2 separate regions of the Triticum aestivum genome follow, and region 1 is linked to region 2. Evidence: chromatin contacts called from public Hi-C data. All regions are on one chromosome and are shown on one strand. Each heading gives the region's core, a stretch centred on a gene start, on an enhancer-like site or on the middle of the called end of the contact. The rest is flanking DNA. Distances are from core to core; before and after follow the strand shown.

Region 1 (3,714 bases), core at 1,008-3,507, 180 kb after region 2:
GTCCTCCTCTTTAAAACCAATTCCAGACCCTTCAGGGTGTTCAGCATTATACTCAAATATGCAACCTGTAGCATAATTAATCATGAGCAACCCCTGCTCACGACAAACATCAGCAAGATTCAAGGTGCCTACAACATTGGTGCGGATAGTGTCCTGTTTGTGGGTCTCACACCAGTCAACATTTGGCCTTCCAGTGACACCAGCAGCATTGAAAACATGAGTCGGCTTCACGTTTCTAATGTCCTGCAAGAGCTGAGAGCGCTCTTGCAGGCGCCCTTTACCATATTCATAAGGTATGCCTTGCTTCTCACATATCTTCCCAAGTAGGCCACCAATCCATCCAGTCTTGCCATATATTAAGAACTTGTAGGTGGCCTTTTGAGGGACACTGCTGGTACTCTTGGATGTGGCTGCAGCCGGTACTGTACTACATTCCTTGGCTTCAGCTGGCGAAGAAGCAAGAGATTTGATTTCCTCAGTCCAGTTATGCCTTTCAACTCCAGGTGTCATCAACATCCTTGGATGAGGGAGCAATGCACCGGCAACATCTCCCCAGTAATCAGGATTGCTGGTGTACCATTCAATTGTTTTCTTCAAACCCTCTTCCCATGTCGTGCGCTCTGCCCATCCTAACTTCTTCAGTTTCTGATCATCCAGGAAGTACCTCTGGTCATTGAAGGGCCTGTTCTCGACAAACCTGATGACCTTTTCGGTGTCCAAGCCAAATAGCTTGCATATGTCACTGGCCACATCAATTACCCTCCTCTCCTTCACAGTACCAATATTATACACATGTCCAACCTCTCCTTTGTGAAGAACTACCTCAAAAGCTTCAGCAACATCCTCACAGTACAGGTAGCTCCTGACATTAGAGCCATCACCATGAATTGGAAGGGGCAAGCCTTTCATGGCCAAAAGGATAAATTTTGGGATGAGCTTCTCAGGGAACTGATTTGGTCCATACACATTGTTGCCTCGGGTTGTAATCACAGGAAGACCATAAGACCTCCCATAAGCCATCACAAGCATTTCAGCCCCAGCTTTGGTAGCTGAATATGGATTTGTCGGAAGCAACTGCGAGGCCTCATGGTTACCAACCACAGCATCCTCATCAGTTTCTCCATACACCTCATCAGTACTGACGTGAATAAATCTTCTGATCTGGCCAGTGACCTTGCACGCCTCAAGGAGAACGTGGGTGCCATATATGTTGTTCTTTGTAAACTCAAAGGAATTGCCGAACGAATTATCCACATGAGTCTGGGCAGCAAAGTGCATGATGGTGTCGATCGACTCAGTGATGAGAAGATAGTTCACCAGGTCAGCACTTGCGATGTCGCCCTTGACAAACTTGAAATTTGGCGATGGCCGGGAGGGGTTGAGATTTTTCAGGTTGGAGCAGTAGTCAATCTTGTCGAGTACCACAATCTTGTAGTGAGGATAGCTCCTAATTAGACGGTTCGCCACATGGGATGCAATGAAACCCGCAGCACCAGTTATGAGGATGTTCTTGGGCTCATAGGTCGCCATCTTAGCCTGCAAATAGATATTCAAACCTGCTAGTGTTATTAATGTGCCCAGCAGTAATAATTCTTCAAACTTATCATCGAAGTTACTGCGAAAACAAGGCAACTCCTACTAAAACTAAAAGCAGATATACTCCAACTATGAAGGAAGAATAGAGGAAACATTATTAACTCCAAAGCTATCAGCAGGCTATGTAGTAGTAGTAAAACAGTAGAGAACTGACTAAACTGACACCATAGCCATCAGCAGGCATAGAAGAACATCCACCCCTGACAAATGCAATTTTCATCAGGCGCCCATCATCGCGATCCCCAGGTCCAGCAGTGGCAAACCAATACACGCAACATGAAACCACAACCGAATTCTTCGCCGCGGCGAACAACACGCACGGGAATGGTACACTCGGCAACTGAAACCCCACCGGAATTCCAGGCGAGGACACGGATCTAGGAGCAGGCAGCGGGGAAGGGGACTCACCGGGCAGATCGCGCAGGCGGCGAAGGCGCACCGCGAGCGCGTGGAGGAGATCTGGCGCGCGGCGACGGCGACGGCGACGTCGCCTTGGAGATCGGGAGGGGTCGAAGGAGAATCTTCGGGGAGGGGGAGGAGGGAGCAGCGAGCACTCAACTGCACGGCGCCGACGAGTACGGGCGGATGATGGGTTGGGGGCTTAAAAGAGGATCCTGACCGTTTCGCCGCGTGGTCCGCGCGTCCCATCCTCGTTTTCGTTCTGGTCCAGCACAGCAGTAGCACACGCTCTTCCAGACGAGACTTGTCCAGCGACCTATCAACTCCAACGATTTGGACGTAGGTTTAGTCCACTTTTCATCATTTTATAATGTTAATGGAGCCATGTTCGTCCGGATTTCTGAATGCGCCCAATGCACGGTCACATTCCGGCCGCATCTTGTCGGTTCCAGATTAACAAGCATACTAAAATGAAGCATAGCAAATACTCCCTTGTCCCATAATGTAAGACTTTTTTGACACTAGTGTATAGTCAAAAAATGTCTTATATTATGGGACGAAGGGAGTAGTTTAAATCAAACGTAGCAATAGTTCCACATTCGAAATAGTCTTACAACCCAATCGAAATAAAAACAATATCAAATAGTCATACAACCCAATCGAAATGTGTTTGCATGAAAAAATTAAACCGATAAATTTACTGGTTGCCAGCGTGAGTCCACATATGCTCAACCAAGTCATCCTGAAGCTGGAAATGAGTATGCCAATCACGTATTTCACAATGAAAATGGACAAAGTGTTCAAAGGTTGCAGGAGGTGGCTGCTCAGGCTCAACATTTTCACCTGGAAATCAAACCCGTGGTCGTAGATGCTATCGCCATGCTCATTTTCACACAAGCAGTCATCACCTCCCAAAGCTTCTGAGTGCTCCATATCAATGTAGGGTTTCGAACGATACCCCATCGAGACTGAAGCACACCGAAAGCACGCTCCACATCCTTCCTAGCACTCTCCTGCGTTTGGGCAAACCTCTGTCTCTTCTCTCCTTGCAGATTGGGTATGGTCTTCATAAGAGTGGACCACTAAGGATAGATAACATCAGCTAGGTAATATCCCTTGTTGTAATGGTTGCCATTGATCTCAAAGTCGACCTCCGGGGAGTGGCCTTCTGCAAGCCTTGCAAACACTGGGGAACGCTGAAGAACACTGATATCATTGTGAGAATCAGCCATGCCAAAGAAAGAATGTCATATCCACAGATCTTGTGAAGCCACCGCTTCAAATATGACAATGGCACCTTTCACATGCCCCTGCCAAGCAAATGGACAGTTCTTCCACTTCCAGTGTATACAATCTATACTACCAAACATGCTCGGAAAGTCCCTATCGGCATTGATCGCCAACAACCTCTCTGTATTAGCGGCAGTTGGCTCTCTCAGGTACTTAGGGCCGAACACTGCCAGCACGACCTTGTAGAAACTATATATTGAGATGAGACATGTGGACTCACTCATACGCACGTACTCATCCATAAGATCATCAGGAATTCCATATGCAAGCATGTGAATCGCCGCAGTGCACTTCTGGTAATAAGAGAGCCAAGCTTGCCAAGGGCATCCTATTGGCACTCAAAGTATGGGACATATGTTGCCCCTCCCTCCCGAATACGATTGAACACATGTCTCGCCATACAGAAGCGGCGACGCAATTGATGTGGTT
Region 2 (3,619 bases), core at 948-3,447:
CGGGGCACTCCTTTGATTGAAAATAGCCACCCAACCGGACCCCCAAAACCCAACCCATATGTGGTGCAGTCCGGAAGTGTCAATCACGTGGGATCCAGCCAGCGCTAGCCCACCCGACCCCACAAAATCCCATCCAGGACAAAACCCTAGCCACAATCCTCTTCACTCTCACATCTGCACCACACTCCGCTCTGTGAACCATGGCGCGGGCCGGCAACGACTCCTCGTCCAAGGCCGACCATGTCTACTTGGACGTCCTCGTGGATGAGTTAAACGAGGAGCTCATCGTCCATGTGTGGCGCATCCAGGACCAAACCCTAGCCACAATCATCTTCACTCTCACATCCGCGCCACACTCCATTCTGTGAACCATGGCGCGGGCCGGCAATGACTCCTCATCCAAGGCTGACCATGTCTACTTGGATGCCCTCGTGGATGATTTAAACGAGGAGCTCATAGTCTATGTTGCCCTCCACCAATCGCGGATGGACAGTGGTAACAACTCAAGCTCGCGCGCCCTCCTAGTGGCCTGCGTGGGGCATCTGAAGCTCCATGCCCAATCGCGCTGGCCCTTCACGGGTCATGCTTTCCCCGGTGAGGCGACGGGGCGAGTAGTGGCGCCCGTCACCTTCGTCCCCTGCTTCTCCCAAAAGATGATCGGTGCCTGTGCCGGCATCGCCGAGTTTGCGATCATGACTCCCGAAGTCAGAGGCAAGGCTATCGACCCAGGCTGGATCTATCCAATCCTGCTGCGGGCTGTGCAGATCTGCGTTGGTTGCCATCCCCTGTGACTCGGAGGACGAGCTCATCTGTGGCATCATTCGCCAGTTGTTGACCATCTTCGAGAAGTACACCTGCCGCAAAATGCCAAGGCATGGCGGCTTGGCCTCGAGAAGTCCAAGCGCCTCGCCAAGGAGAAGGCGGTCATTGCGCACAGAAGTTGTGCGGTTTGCCAAGGAGCAGGCCGCACCGCTCAGTGTCTGGATGGGCTCCCCTCGTTGTCCTTGCCCTCCAGTGGCACCTCCAGAGGGCCTAGTGCCGTCGCACCGGAGATGCCAAAGGGGAAGGGGCCGACAAGGAAGCGCTGAACGCTTTTTTTGCGGGAATAAAACTTATATTACTCATCAATGATTGATACTTTTAGGCACATAACCATGCAACACATGGGGGGCTGCACCTAGCCATACTGCAGTACGGATATGTAATCCACCAAAAATTTCCAAAATAATATCTCACCGTATTCTGACTACGCCGTACATGAGTAATACATGTTTTCCTCTCTAAGCGCTTCTTTTTAATCTCTTGGACCAATAAAGCAAATCTTGATCTATCTGGCTTCTCACTTTTCACCATACAAATGGTCTTCAAACAATTAGTTTCAATTTGAAGAGTTAGGTTGCTTCATTGCATAGGTAGTTGATTCCTTATGACAATCCTCAACCTGAAGGAGTGAACTCCGACAAACTATCTAGTATGCTTCTAGTCGTAGTTGTCTAGTAGGTCAATCGAACTATTCATCTTTTGTGTATATTCGATTTGTAATGATGAACTTGCTATGCCCGATGTTGTGCTATGATATCTATCTACGTCGTTTTATTTACACTGTATAAGATTGCAAATGGATGTAGGGGTTTGGATATGCAAAAGACGGCTGCGACCAACGAACACGGACAAATGAGGGGTGGGAGGCCGCTGTTTGTGGACATATAGGGGCTCATATTAGTCCAATGCTGTTGTAGATGGTCTAGTGTCATACGAACGCCACTCTCATGGTCGCCTAAAGCTGCCGAGTTCAACTCGGAAAAGGCAAGCGGAAGCCATACCCCGATTCGGATAGTTCTGTTTTTTTTTAATTGTAAGTAGTTCCGGTTGGTTTTCCCCGCACAACAAAAAGTTCTGCCTTTTTCTTGAGCAGAACAAACAAGTTCTGCTTTTAAACTGGTTTGGCATAATGATGTCAGGAAATAAAAAGTGGTCTGGCATAATGGAATTTGTAGGAAGGAAGAACGAGCCCACCAAGGTAGTAGAGTCCGGTCCGACCGCGAAGGCCCGAACCGACCCAGCCAAAACAATCCCCGTCGCGCCCGCGTGGGTCGTGAGTCGTGAGTCGTGCACCCCCACCCCACCCCACCTCACCACCACGCGTTCTCCCTACGCGTCCCCCCCCCTACTATTTTATCGCGCCGCGCCCGCCTCCCGCAAAAATATCTCCCAAATTCCCCAACGCCCCACGACTTGGCAACCCTAATCAGCTTCCCCCACCAATTCTCGATTCCCCGTCGCCGAGCTCCCCCTCCCAACCCTAGCGCCAGATCCGCTCGCTCGCCCGCGCAGCCATGGCGGAGTCCCTCGACATGTCCCTCGAGGACATCATCAAGAGCAACAAGAAGGGCAACTCCTCGTCCGGCGGGGGTGGCCGCCGCCGCGAGGGCCGCCTTGGATCTGCCGCCGCCGGCAGCGGCGCGGCCGCGGCCGCCGCCGGAGGCGTCCGCCCCAACAGGCGCGCCTTCAAGAGGTCGGGGAACAGGGCGGCGCCCTACCAGCCGCCGAAGGTACGAACGAATCGCACGGGCTAGGCCTTGCGCCGTCGGCGGAGGATAGTCTTCCGTTTTCGCCGAGGCGGGGGAGGATGATCTGGTGGTTTTCTCACTCTGGTGTGACGCGATCCAGGCCCCGGAATCGGCGTGGCAGCACGACATGTACTCTGACGCCTCTGCCAGAGGCGGCGGCGGCGGGAGGGTCTCTGCTATCGAGACCGGCACCAAGCTCCTCATCACCAATTTGGACTTCGGCGTCTCAACCGAGGACCTCAAGGTATATACGTCGCGGATCTACATGTCCAGTTGTTGCTCATGTAATTTGGCTGCTTCTTAGTACGTAGTTGGTCTCAAAGAATCTCATAGTTTGCCTGGAGCTTGTATCAGTCAAGCTATTTTATAGATCTGGCACAGACTCAGTACCACAACTGTGATTTGGTCGTGCTAGCAGTCTTGCGTTGTTGAATTTTCTTAGCTTGTTCCTGTGAATAGGACTTTAGTTCTCAATTGTAATTAATCGTTAATGGTTGTCTCGAAGGGTGTGACCTCTTTACTGGCGTGATTATGTTTTCAGTTGCGCTGTGGCAGTCTCGATTTGATTCGTTTAATTGATGATTTTTTTGCATATCTTATTGCTTACTTCATAAGTTGACGCTCACTTGGAATTTTTTCTTGTTATGGTCTCTCAGTTTGTATAGTGTACTTAAATGTTGATATGCTCTCCATAAAATGCTTTTTGCAGTTTCTTGTTCATAAGGTACTGTTTCTGAGTTATTTTTTCTTTGAATGGTTCAGGAGCTTTTCTCCGAGCTGGGTGATGTGAAGCGATGCTTGATTCACTATGACCGAAGTGGGAGGTCTAAGGTACTTCTTTGTTCCATTTTCCATGTGTGTGTTCTGTGTGATGCCTAACAGTACTTATGTTCTGCAGGGAACAGCTGAGGTTATATTTGCAAGGCGTGGTGATGCTGTTGCAGCGCTGAGGAAATACAACAATGTCCAACTTGATGGCAAGCCTATGAAAATAGAGATACTTGGGACTAACACTCCTACTGCTCCAGCTGCACTACCAACCAATAATG

What was found. Hi-C and Micro-C count contacts between places; a contact is called where the count stands out from the background.
Region 1: a contact with region 2 is called in a Hi-C map of leaf, with 8 times the contacts expected there. The contact joins the promoter of LOC123097882 here to the promoter of LOC123097880 in region 2. A contact is called at or near these places in 2 of 5 Hi-C or Micro-C datasets (both in leaf).

The regions. Positions count from the first base shown.
Region 1 is chr4D:353,740,832-353,744,545 of IWGSC CS RefSeq v2.1, forward strand. It overlaps LOC123097882 (trifunctional UDP-glucose 4,6-dehydratase/UDP-4-keto-6-deoxy-D-glucose 3,5-epimerase/UDP-4-keto-L-rhamnose-reductase RHM1), which reads right to left and starts at 2,258. Exons shown (of 3, transcript XM_044519730.1): 1 at 2,005-2,258; 2 at 1-1,536. The coding sequence starts at 2,244.
Region 2 is chr4D:353,562,011-353,565,629 of IWGSC CS RefSeq v2.1, forward strand. It overlaps LOC123097880 (THO complex subunit 4A), which reads left to right and starts at 2,198. Exons shown (of 6, transcript XM_044519728.1): 1 at 2,198-2,552; 2 at 2,671-2,814; 3 at 3,333-3,401; 4 at 3,469-3,619. The coding sequence starts at 2,337.